2 separate regions of the Ovis canadensis genome follow, and region 2 is linked to region 1. Evidence: chromatin contacts called from public Hi-C data. All regions are on one chromosome and are shown on one strand. Each heading gives the region's core, a stretch centred on a gene start, on an enhancer-like site or on the middle of the called end of the contact. The rest is flanking DNA. Distances are from core to core; before and after follow the strand shown. Region 1 holds the start of GGTA1 (glycoprotein alpha-galactosyltransferase 1 (inactive)). Region 2 overlaps GGTA1 (glycoprotein alpha-galactosyltransferase 1 (inactive)).

Region 1 (6,395 bases), core at 2,278-4,777:
AGTTATGATAAGTGCTACGAAGGGGACACCTGTGAACTCTGACCCAGTGACATTTCACTCAGGTCCTTAGCCAGGTATAAAAATAGAAGAAGAAGATGTGTTTTTTTTCCTGTTTATTTGCAGGCGGTCCTGCAGACTCAAGATACCAATCCTTTTTTCTTTTCTACCTTGCAAACATTTTGCAGTTTGCCCATTAATTCATGTGGCATCTTTCCAGTATGTGTTGTATTTGTATTTTGATGTAGTCAAATTTATTTATATTTTTCTTTAAGGTCAGTGCTCTGTGTGTGTGTGTTTAAATAAACACTTACCTATTCTGGAGTAATAATGATATTTTCCTCTGAAGGTTTTAGTTTCTCTTTCCTTTAGGTCAGTTACCCATGTGCTCTGTGGCATGTGTGTGTGTGCACATGTGTGTGTTAGGAATCTAATTTTACTTTTCATATGGATTGCTCAGAAACACTTTTTAAAATTGTGATAAAGGTCATCACATAAAATTCACATTCAAAATGGGTAAGCCGTGTTTAAGTGCACAGTTCAGGCCATTTAATGCATTCACTGTGCTGTGGAACCCTCGGCACTGTCTATTTCCACAGTGTTCATCAGCCCAAGAGGAAACCAAGTACCCACTTGGCAGTCACTCCGGAGCTCCCTCCCCCAGCCCCTGGTAACCATTTATCTGCTTCCTGTCTCTATGAATTTGTCTATTTTGGATATTTCCATAAAGTTGAGTCATGCAATACATGACCTATTGTGTCTGGTTTCTTTCACTTAGCATGTTTTCGAGGTTCATCCACATGGTAACATGAATCAGTATTTCATTCCTTTTTATGCCAAATAATATTCCACTGTATGGATGTACCAGGTTTTCTTTGTCCAGTCACTGCTTGAAGGACACTTGGATTGTTTCCGCTTTTCTGCTGTTATAAATAGCGATGCTATGAGCATGCCCATGCAAGGTTTTGTTTGCCCACCTGTTTCCAATTCTTTTGGGTTCAGCAATACTCTCTGAAGTCTATTCTTCCTCCGCTGATCTGTAGCCCCATTTCTGGCCTACACTGAGTGTCCACATGCTTGTGGAAACTCTTCGTAGGCTCCTTATTTAGTTTCCTTAGTCCAGTAATCCATCCTGGCACCAAGCCTATGCTGTTAGAGTTTCATGGTGTGTCTTGATATTTGGCTGAACAACAGCCCATGTCTCACCTCCCTGTTTAGTCAAGACTGTCTTGGTTATACATGGCCCTTCGCTCTTCCATTCAGGTTTTAAGAGCGGCTTGCCAAGTTACACAAAACTCTGCTGGGATTTGTTTTGATCATATAGGTTGATTTGCAGAAAATGGCTATCTTTGTGATGCTGAAGCTTTCCAGCACACACTCATGGCTCTTTCTCCTCCTCCCTAAAGACTTTGGCTCTGCTTGGGTCAAAGAGAGATTTGGCTCTCCCCTAAGTCTTCACCTGGTGAATTCCTCCTTCTTCTGGTCTCAGGGTCCCCTGCAACCTGTAGTTATCCCTCAGAGCCCTGATCACAAAGGTCCCCAAATCATTCATTGGGTGGGTCTTCTTGGTTTAATGTCTGGGCTGCAGCCATCCCCCAGGGCTACGATGCTACATGTTTACCTTGATATCCTCAGCTTGAAGATCAGGGGCTGACAGATACCGAGGTCCCAGTTAAGTATTTGTTAAAAGAATGAGGAAGGCCTTCTGGATGCAGAGCACTTTGGTTAGACCTAGAGAGGTGGGGAACAAAAGTTACCTAACTTGCCTCTGCTTCGGCTTTCTTTTCTGAAAATTGGGGGATGGGATTAGCATGCACAGAGGATGACATGAGCTGAAGTATGTGAGAGGCACCTGGAGCAATGCCTGGCAAGTCATCAGAGCTACCTGTGCTCATCTGCCTCATCCCTCTGTCAATATTCAGCCTCACACTCATGTGATTCCAAAGCCCTTTCCCCAACATTATCCCATTTTGATTTTGCCCCTACCATGAACTAGTCACCTTATTCCCTTTCAGCATATGACACAAAGTAGTCTCAGACAGGAAGAATGACTCATCTAAGACCTTAAACCTAGAAGTCTTAACCCAAAGCTAATGTGTGTAATCTTGAAGGTGTTTTACAGATCAGCCATTCAGTCAGTAGAACTGCCAGTTAGATTTTGAGAGTTATATGTTTGTGCATACTTGCTCAGTTGCTTTAGTCATGTCTGACTCTTTGTGACCCTATGGACCATAGACCACCAGGTGCCTCTGTTCATGAGATTCTCCAGGGAAGAATACTGGAGTGGGTTGCCATGCCCTCCTCCAAGGGATCTTCCTGACCCTGGAATCAAGCCCGAGTCTCCAAGATTGCAGGCAGATTACTGCTGAGCCACCAAGGAAGAACTAGATAGGCCTTCCCAAAACAAACAAATCCAGATCCAAAGTATTGACTTAAATTATTTTTATTTTATTGTTACTGAAATAGGTATAAACCTAAAATTAACCAGGAAGCTGTCATGCTCACACTCTATAAACCAACCGTAAAACCAAAACAACATTTCTAAGTAGATACAAACGCAACCTCAAAACAAATAAAATCCACAATAACAACATTAAATTAATGTGACTGGTGATGTGTTGCTGAAATCAAACCTTTTGCATTGAGTATAATAGCAGAGGGATGTTTTTACATGTTCTATTTCCTGTGTCCTGGTCTTTTGATTTTGATCACGATGAACTATCATTTGAGCCACTTGAATTACTGTCATAGTTTTCTTAAAAAAAAAAAACAAACTCATTTATTGTCCAGTTTGATGGACTGAACAATTGAAACAATGCATCCTTAGATGCAACAATGAAAACATGGGGAATGATGCACTTAGTATAACATCATTCGTATATTTACTGTGATACTCACCACTAATGAACTATTGCAAGTGAGTTCACCCAAGACAATAATGGAGTGGTTTGTGCTTTTGCAAAGGATGTATTGTGCTGATTGTCATGGAACACCTCCTTCCTGAGCAGCCATGTGGGGTTGATGATTCAATTCTCCCACCCATTTACTCTGCAGGAACTGTAACAAGAGGGAAAGGGTCAGGGCACAACTTTTGAAAGAATGACATAGTCCAAGGATACAACATAAACCGATTAGAACCAAATGGGACCAAAGATGATAACTTAATCCTCAATCAACAAGTGAAATGACACACCCAGAGGTGCCATGGCAGTTCCAAAGCACTGTTAAATGACCAAGGAGTGGGCCCGATGGCCCAAATCCTGGAACTCTCACCCCTTCCCCCAAATAGTTGGAATAATCCCCTCACTTATTAGCATATGAAATTACCCAGCCTATAAAAATGAAACACACCAAATTTCGTGGCCCAGTTTGCCCTCTGCAATGGCCCACACTCTCTGGAGTGTGCTGCTTTCTATATCTGAATAAATCCACTTCTTACCTATGACTTTGTCTCTCACTGAATTCTTTCTGCAATGAGACATCAAGAACCTGAGCTTCATTAGGTCCTGAAACCAGGTACTGGGAGTTTTGGCTGGGTTTGAGTTCCAGCCATGTGGGTTCAAGTCCCAAGCAGGGTTTTGGCTGGGTTTGAGTCCCAATCTGAGGTAAAAGTTTTCAGAATCATCAGGAACCTCCATCCTCCCAGGTTTCCAGAAGTCACTTGGCCTCCTGCAGCCTCTTATACCCTTCACATATTTGATCAGGGCTCTGTTCTTTTCTCATTAGCATGAAACAATTAAAATGATGCATCATACCCAGGCTCTGTGCCATTTTCATGGTGTCAAATTACAGTTTCAACTAGTTAAAATATTTAAGAAGCTAATTTCTTAGCCCCTGAAGTTCAAAGGCAAATGATCCCCACCAAATAAAATTTTGTGTTTTGCAGCAGCAAAATGTATGGTCTGGAGCCCAAGAAGTGAGATAATTGTTGTGGCTACCAGCATAGAACTAAGTCAGCCGGATGTGCCTACATCAACTCACCAGAAGTGAAATGTAGTCACGCTGGGCTCAGAAGCACCAACTTTGAAATAGTTTTTTTTGGGGGGGGGGATTTGTTTTCTAGTTCCGTTCTAAAATAATTCTAGTGGAGAACCACAGGGCCTGTGCAGAATTCTGTTTGAGGAACTCTGGGCCCGAAGACTACTAAGTCTGGGAACAAACCCTGGCAGGGCCGTCGCTAGGTGCCCAGTGACCAGCCCCTCCCATGCGGAGCTCAGGATGTTTGGGGGCTCCAGCGAGAGCGGCTCCGGGCTGCCGGCCTGTCGCTGTCATCTGCACCCTTCCTTCCCCAGGAAACAAACAGTGGATCAGACCTCCCAGGCTCTCCTCTTCCCTCGTGTCTGGCGGGGCGCCAGGGCTTCGGGGCCCCTCCCCGCGGTCCTGGGTGACAGACCCCACCCCACCCTCCGATGCTCCGGGTACCCCCTCCGCCCCCGCCCCGCGGCCACCCCCACCACGCGCAGGCCCAAGAAGGCAAAGAGGCCCAGCCACCCTCACCAGGAATTGTCTTTTCCTTTTTTGCTGGTTTCAGGCTTTTTTCTGCCTGAGTGAAAATGAAACAAACACCCCCCTGCGCCGCCCTGCCACCAGACACACACGCGCACCGGCACTCGTGCACTAGCGCGCGGGGCCTCCCAGCGGCCGTGTCCGGGGCGGGACCCGCTCTGCACAAACACCGCGGGCCGGGCCGAGCTGGGAGCGTGCCGCCCTCTGCCCAGCGCCCGCCGGCTCCCTCGCGCCCCTTCCCGCCGCCCCGGAGGAGCGCCCGGCGGCCGGCAGACGGGAGCGCAGGCGGCACACCCCGCCCCGGCACGCCCCGCGGGGCTCGGGGGGGAGGCAGCGAGCCGACTGTTCCGGCAGCCGAGGACGCCGCCGGGGAGCCGAGGCTCCGGCCAGCCCCCAGCGCGCCCAGCTTCTGCAGATCAGGTGGGTCCCACGAGGCGCCGCCCCAGCCCCCTGAGCCCGCGAGCCCCCGGGGGGGCTGGAGCCGGGTGGGGGCGGCGCGACGAGGGGACGGGCCGCCGCGCCGGCCCTGCCCTGTTGCTGCCCTGCCCGTGTCCCCGCTTTTGTTCTGATCGCTCCCGCGGTGCCCAGCTCTGACCCGGTCTCTGTCCCATCCCGTCCCCGTCGCAGCCTCTGCCCAGCCTTCCGGACTCTGGCCTCTTGAAGGGCTGCGGGCAGGGCTTCCCACAGGGTCCGGGGGTGGTGGAGGCGGGAGAAGGCAGGCTCAGGGGGCGCAGGGCGGGACCACCGAGGAAGTCTCGGAAGGAGGGCGGGCTCTGCCCCATCTACGGGGCAGGAGGAGGAAAGGGGCGCCCTCGCCCTGGACAGGGTGGGAAGAGGATCCCTCCGGGAACGGGGCTCCTGGGAGGGCGAAGGAGGGGGCCAGGAACCCCCCAGAGCCGGGGCGCCGAGAGGGAAAGGTCGGGGAGCTCAGAAAGCCGAGGACCAAGCCCAACACCCAGCACGGGGAAAGTTTCAAACGTAGTAACTTTGGCAGCTACGAGGCCGGAGGCGTCGGGGTGATGGGAGGCGATCGGGGCCCTTCAAGTCTTCAGACCACCACGTTCCCACTCCAAAGGGACACCACCCTGCGTTTGAAAATGGCAGAAAAGCAGCTAAACAGAATGATTGCACAAACTCTTGAAAGGCGTCCAAGAAACAGTAAAGTGGAAAAAAATGTCAGCACGCAAGGAGAGAAAGCAGAGCGACTTGAGATTCCCATTCTTCGCGCGGGCCGGGGAGGGGAGGGGCTTAGACGCGGAGGTTTGTCCGCCAGCGCGCTCCTCTCTGCGGAGGCGAGACCCGAGCCCCTGCGGCGGCGTTGGTGGCTTTGCTTGTCGTTTGCGCTCCTCCTCAGCAGGCCTCGTGGCCTCCTCCGTTTACTTAGAAATGGGTGGGTCTCAAGGGGCCGGAGATGGGGCGGGGAGCATCTGGCCCAGCTGCTTCCTAGCTGGGAAACCCTTTCCCAGGGAGAGCCTCCGTTTCCGAGACCACGAAATAGAGACAGCTGTGAGTGAGGAAATGCCAAGGGCAGAGGGGCTGGGGTGGGTGGGGGGTCGCGTGCTCCTGGGGGAAGGTTGTGGGTGTTCTGTCGTCCTTCAGCACCTCTTGGGCCACACGAAGTTCTTTCTTCCTTCCTGGGAGTCATTTCTGGGTCTTCCTTGCCTTCCTTACCACGTTGAGGGGGGAGGGGGGCAGGTGCAGATTCTTAGTTATTGTTACATGGAACAGGTGCACAATGACTGAACGAGCTAGCGCTGGAGACGTCCCTCGGGTTCATCTGGTTATGGGGATTTCAAACTTTGCCCCTGAGAGGCCTAGAGGCCTGGCTCAAGGGGCACCATGGTGGGGGAGGGGAGCCTGGGCGGCAGGGCGCTGATCTTTCCCTTCCATCT
Region 2 (6,395 bases), core at 2,717-5,216, 67 kb after region 1:
GATCCCTGACAGGCTTCACTAAGGACGGCAATGGGGTTTGCATTCAGAAATAGTGGTTATAGAATGATAAGCCCGTGTTTGTGTGTGTGTGTGGTTTTTCTGGTTTGAAACCTGGTCATTTAACAAAGCTGGGGGTTTTATGTGACTAAAAGCATCCCATAAGCTTTTAAAAACAAAATACAAAAGCTCATTTCTCATCTGTACTGATAAAAATGCTGAAGTATCTAAGTTGAGTGGAAATGATGAGAACCCTGGTTTTTAACCCCAGTTCGTTAGCCTAGCAAGCAAATAAATGGGCAGTAGATGCAGTGGTTCGGAGCATGGACTTACCGAGTCAGACTATCTGGGTTCGGATTCCAGCTTGGCTCCTTAGCTGCTTTGTGACCTCCAACAAGTCATTTAACTGTTCTGAGCTGCAGTTTCCGCTTTGATAAAACGGGAATCAAAATAGCAGCTTCCTCTGAAGGGTGAAGCCCTGGGTACTATGGCTTGTTCCAGGGTACATTAGTTACACCCCCATTAGCTGTTTGGCCTTGGACAAGTCAACAAGCTTTTCTGAGCCTTGGTTTTCTTATCTGTACAAAGAACATAATACATGACAGGGCTTTTGCAAGGACTACCTGAGAAAGTGTGTGTGTGTGTGAAAGTGTCTCATGCAGGCCGGTGCAGATCCCAAAATAGCTGCTTTCACAATTGAGGGGAAACCGGGAGCAGCTGTTCAGGGCCGCCACGCCGCTGGCACACCCGGGGGGTGCAGGTAGAGCTGGGCTGTGGGGTTTGAGATGAGACCCGGAGGGGAGGGCCGGCCCGGCACTGTCCCTCCCCATCTCTGGAGGAGACTCCTGTGTGTGGAGGAGGGAAGGAGGCCTGCCGCGGGGCACTGGGAGTGGGTGGGAGGGCCTGGTTGGTTCTAGAACAGGAGGACCGCAGAGCTTGGTGGAGGAAGGACAGGAGGTGTGGACGAGTGTCTCTTGGGGGCTGGGGTGAGGAGGAGGTGACCTGGCCTTGCCCAGCCCCCCTGGAAAAACTTAGCTTCACCCCTGGCAGAGGGGCAGTGTTGTGAAAACCCACTCTCCACCCATGTGTGAGGGAGAGAGGAAGTTCTCAGTGGGCTGATCTATTTGCCAATATCTCTTTGATAGCCTCACCAAGGCCACTTGCACACAGCAGGGGCCCGATGGGGCCACCAAGACTTTGCCCCAGTCACTGGGCCTCTCCCCGCAGTGGCTGAAGTGCAGGCACATGGCGGGGCCCTTGTGTGACAGGGGTTGCTCTAAATGACTGTGCTTCAGTCTCCACTTCCCGCCAGGGAAGGGCAGTCTCTTGCAAACCCAAATGGGGTTGGAGCTGAGTCCCCACCCCATTCCCGCCTTAGCCTGGGCCCCAGCCGCTGCTCAGCCTTTCTGCATTTACTCTTTATAGTTGGTTGGTTTGTCTTCGCTCTTACATTGCTTCCTGTGTTTGTATTGGCTCTGCCAAGTCCCTTTCAAGTGTGCTGAGTGCACAGAACACCCCCCTCCCCCACCCCCGGCTTTGTAAGGAGGAAACGTGATCTGAGAGAGGTGACAGCCAGGGTCCCTGTGTTTCATCCCTGGCTACTGTGAGCCTGCAGGATCCTTTCTTAGTGACTGTCTGCTCCTTGTATGTCAAATGAACAATAACACCAGAAACCCCTTAGTCCTATACCCAGGTTACAACCAAAAATTCCTTTCTGGCAAAAGGCAGATTGAAACAGCTTCTTCCTCTTTCAGCTCTAATGTCACTGTCTTGTCCCCCTGCGTCAAGCATCAGGGCTTTCTCTGGGTCAGATGGCACCCATTGGGATAAATAAGGTCTAAAGATGCCGCTGGCAGCTTAGGAAGGGGCTGGGGAGATGGGAGTGGGATATTGAAGGAAGATGAGGATAGGGGAGGCAGGAAAGGGGGACAGAGGGCATGAGCTATACAGGTAAGACCCCCCTAGGGCCCCCGCTAAAGCAGCCCCCAGGCACCTGGGCCACCGTCTCCTGTTCCTCACCCAGAAGATGCCGCAGATGTCTCACTGCCAGCTGACTGTTGGGGTTAAACTCCCATTAGGATTCAAGGATGGTTACCACCAGCCACGGCTGAGCCGTTTTCCATCAGATGTCTCCGTCCCACCTTAGCAAGGCAATCCTGACTCATGGACTCTGTTTTGTCACCAGTAAACGCCCCGAGGTTGTGACTATGACAGACTGGAAGGCACCCGTGGTGTGGGAAGGCACTTACAACCGAGCCGTCTTAGACGATTACTACGCCAAGCAGAAAATTACCGTCGGCCTGACGGTTTTCGCCGTCGGAAGGTAGGTGTCGCTAATAAAAATAACCTTGACTTTTCCTTTGTCCCACTGTCAGAAGGTTGGTGAGGGGCTCCCTGGGCTCATGGAGGCTGTTCCTGGATGTGTCTGAATCATTAGACAGGAGAATGGAGCAATAGGACTGTTTCAGGCTCCTTTTAGCTGAGGCCCCAAGAGCCTGAGAACAAGACAGTGGATGGGAGTGGACAGCTTCCCACCTGAGCGAGGCCTCGGTTGCAGGTTAGAGTGTCTGCCACACTCACTGGGCCTGGAGTTTCCAGCACACCCAGCGCCGCCTCCACTCTGACCTCCACGGCCCTCTCTGGGAATTCCAAAAATGCCAGCTATTAGACAGCCCGAACGTGTGTCATTGTTTCTCCCACACACTCAAGACCCCAACTGAGAACTAAGGACCGAAGTGACTAAGCGCGGAGCTTCCCCACGTCAGCCTGGCTGACCACTCTCCCCGGGCTTCCGCAGCTGCCTCTGCCCTTCTCCTCCTAGAGGCTTTGGCCCCCGGAGATCTGGCCAACCAGAACTTCTTCTTCCAGAGGTTGGATGGGTTCCTGTTTCTGCTTCCATTTCCTTGTTTAGAATGACATTTCTCCCCAAACTGCAATCATTCTTACTTAAAAGTCGGAGCTGTGATAATAGTTTAAAATATAACCCATTTTGTTCCTTTGGTGATTTTTTTTTTTTCTTTATCAAAGCGAAAGCAAAGGTTTACTTTTCCTATTAGCCTCCTCCCTGCAACCCCCCTCCACGGGCCTTCCCATCTGTATCTTTTCTGAGCGCCACATGGGAAGTTGACTGCTCGCTTGTACAGAGAGTGGTGAAGGCCCGGGTGGATCTGAGTGAGGATCAAGACCGTCCCCAGCCCAGAGCCCAGAAGCCATCGCCCTCACCCTACTGGTCAAGTCCTGATGTCACCACCTGTGCTGATCCCAGGGGCATCTGTGATGGAGAAGGGTGACTCTGGAATTTTGACATTTTTACTGGAAGAATCTGTACTGTTATGAGTCTGGAGCAGATGCCTAGCTCACCTCATCCTTTGGTATGAGAGGGGATGAGCCAGCCACCCTGTAGACTGATTTACTCCTGATGTTTCCACAAAGAACAGAATGTGGCCTGCGGTTCCACGATGGCTTCACCCTCGTATTCGCAGCTTCACAGAACCAAACAGTAAATTGTACACCCTGAGCTCTCCTCTTGGAGGCCGGAGGGGACTGCTTGTACTCTGCAGCAATAAATCCTCCCAAGAGTGGATCTGGACTTTTAGGAGGTGTGAAGTTTGGTTTGTTTTCAAATAACAGTGCCCGGAGCCAATTGCAATGCTTTCATCTCTAAATAATGTTAAACCTCACAAGGGCCCCCTCCCCTCCCCCTAGGATTGTTTCCCAAGCTTCAGGGCACAATAGATTTTTTTTCAGAGCCATGGCAAAGTCCCTCTTCATATTGCTCAGATATATTCTACTGTAAACCCCGGGGTTTTTCCAGAGACCAATATTAAAACCACAGTTTATTTTTGTAGAAACGAACGGGAATCCAAACTGCAACTAAGGAGCAAAAACAAATGCCAGTTATTATTACTCACAAAATGTCATAACTGGCCGTGAGTGTGATCAGTAAATTAAACTTAGTCCACATCCACTGAGCATGAGTCTGGGGGTGATGCAAGTTGTGTTAAGCCAACTCCCGCTTTCCTTCTCTATCATCCCCATGCTGTCACGTGATAAGTGTGTAGTTTGGCTCACAAAAGACATAAACATGTTTTCGGAATGAATAAGTAAATAGCTAAAATACCACATCTATTAGAAGGACCTAAGTCCAAAACACTGACAACACAAACTGCTGGCAAAAATATGGAGCAAGCAGAACTCTGATTCACTGCTGGCGAGAAGGCAAGATGGTTCAGCTGCTTTGGAAGAAAGCTGAACATATTCTTATCATACAGTCTAGCAATTGCATCCTTGGTATTCACCAAAAAAAGCTGAAACTTTATAGCCACACAGAAACTTACATACAGATGTTTAAACGCAGCTTTAGTCACAGTTTCTAAAACTTGGACATAACTAAGATGTCCTTTAGTAGGTGAATGGATTAATAAACTGTTGTGGCACATCAGGTGGTAGAAAATATTATCAGTGCAAAAAACACAAACTCTATCAAGCCATGGAAGAGATAGAGGAACCTTAAATGCATATTATTAAGTAAAAGAAACCAATCTGAAAAGATTGCCTGCTGTCAGATTCCAACCTCGTAACATTCTGGAAAAGGCAAAACTATGGAGACAGTAAAAAGATCAGTAGTTGCCAAGGGTCGGCAAAGGGGAATGGATAAATGGGCAGAACACAGAATTTTTAGGGCAGTGAAAATACTCTGTATGATATCATACATAGTGAAAAATACTTGTCATTATATATTTGTCGAAACCCATAGAATACACACAACCAAGAGTGAACTTTTTTTAGAAAAGGAAATGAGATAGTTAAAATAAGTTTAAATCAGAGGGTGTTTGCTCTGGTATTTGGATGGGTCTTATAATGGTGGTAGCTGGATAATGTATTGGTGTTTGGGGTAACCACTAGAAAATTCTTAAAGTGAATGTATAATGTGGAAGGATATTCATGTCCCCCATAACCCATTCTCTGGGTCCCAGAGAAGAAGAGAGTGGTGATGCTTAGTCTTAAGGCATCCCCAAAGGACCTAAGAGGCTTGTCACCCTTTCATCTGATAGGGCAGGATAACATTGGAGTGGATGTTGGGGTTTCTGAGAGATGCCTGAGAACTAGCGCCCCCTGATGTTGATCACGGGGTACAACCTTCCAGTTATAAAATGAGCAAGTTCTGGGGATCTGATGTAAAGCATTGTGGTTATTGTTAATAATATTGTTTTCTATACTCATAAAGTTATTCAGATAATAAATCTCAAATCTTCTCCCCAAAACAGAAATGATGATTATGTGATGCAATGAAGGTGTTAACTAATGCTACTGCTGCTGCTAAGTCGCTTCAGTCGTGTCCGACTCTGTGCGACCCCATAGACGGCAGCCCACCAGGCTCCCCTGTCCCTGGGATTCTCCAGGCAAGAACACTGGAGTGGGTTGCCATTTCCTTCTCCAATGCATGAAGGTGAAAAGAGAAAGTGAAGTCGCTCAGTCGTGTCTGACTCTTAGCGACCCCATGGACTGCAGCCTACCAGCCTTCTCCGTCCATGGGATTTTCCAGGCAAGAGTACTGGAGTGGGGTGCCATTGCCTTCTCCGAACTAATGCTACAGTGGTGGTAATTTTGTGATGTATGTGTGCTTCATGCTCAGCCATTTCAGTCATGTCTGACTCTTTGTGACTGTATGGACTGTAGCCCACCAGGCTGCTCTGTCCATGGTATTTTCCAGGCAGGAATACTGGGGCAGATTGCCATGCCCTCCTCCAGGGGCTCTTCCTGACCCCAGGCGTCAAACCCGCATCTCCTGCGTCTCTTGCATCACAGGCAGATTCTCTACCCACTGAGCCATCTGGGAAGCCCTTTTATAATATATGAATATACCAAATCAACACTTGGCACATTTTAAACTTAAACTATGCTATATGTCAATTATATCTCAATAAAACAGGACCAAAAAAGGACTAGCACGCTTTCACCTACCCAGAGTCTGAACCAACTGATAAATAAGACAAAGGGATAAATAAGGTAGATGGTAGTGATGATCATCTTCACTGTGTTAAAAGCTGATATTGAAGAATATGGGTTATAAAACTGAAGGCCCTGGGCCTCCTGATGTTGAACCACAGAATTAGAAAGACGTAGGCACCCTTCATCCATAGCATGAGAAACTGCAGGTGTCTGGATGTTGGAGAAGGGCCTGTATCATTTAGCTACATTGCAGGGCCCAGAGCAGTTGAGAATACATGTTCTCTCCACCTGACTGGCTTCCAAGAGTGAGAGAGGAGGGGCTGGCCTGCCCGGTCACCTTTCAGAATCATCAGGTAAGTCACTTTATCTCCTCAAAGTTGAGTGACTGTGTGGTGGAGAGCGGCCAGAAATAATAGTACAGCAAATCCCAGTGTGTGTGTTCACCC

Evidence for each region. A called contact is a pair of places that touch in the nucleus more often than the background predicts.
Region 2: a Hi-C map of fibroblasts shows a contact between it and region 1, with 1.8 times the contacts expected there. The contact joins the enhancer-like site here to the promoter of GGTA1 in region 1. A contact is called at or near these places in 2 of 2 Hi-C or Micro-C datasets (fibroblasts and lung).

What each region holds. Positions count from the first base shown.
Region 1 is chr3:14,375,008-14,381,402 of ARS-UI_OviCan_v2, forward strand. It overlaps GGTA1 (glycoprotein alpha-galactosyltransferase 1 (inactive)), which reads left to right and starts at 3,528. Exons shown (of 8, transcript XM_069580134.1): 1 at 3,528-4,923. The coding sequence starts at 4,551. It overlaps LOC138435448 (a long non-coding RNA gene), which reads right to left and starts at 4,916. Exons shown (of 3, transcript XR_011255108.1): 1 at 4,495-4,916; 2 at 2,896-3,054; 3 at 2,425-2,752.
Region 2 is chr3:14,441,940-14,448,334 of ARS-UI_OviCan_v2, forward strand. It overlaps GGTA1 (glycoprotein alpha-galactosyltransferase 1 (inactive)), which reads left to right. Exons shown (of 8, transcript XM_069580134.1): 7 at 2,183-2,320. Among named protein-coding and RNA genes, the nearest start is that of GGTA1, 67 kb to the left of the region's middle. Within about 2 kb of position 3,967, the one cell type or tissue checked has open chromatin away from gene starts, as enhancers often do. A contact at or near this core is called in fibroblasts, where this site is marked.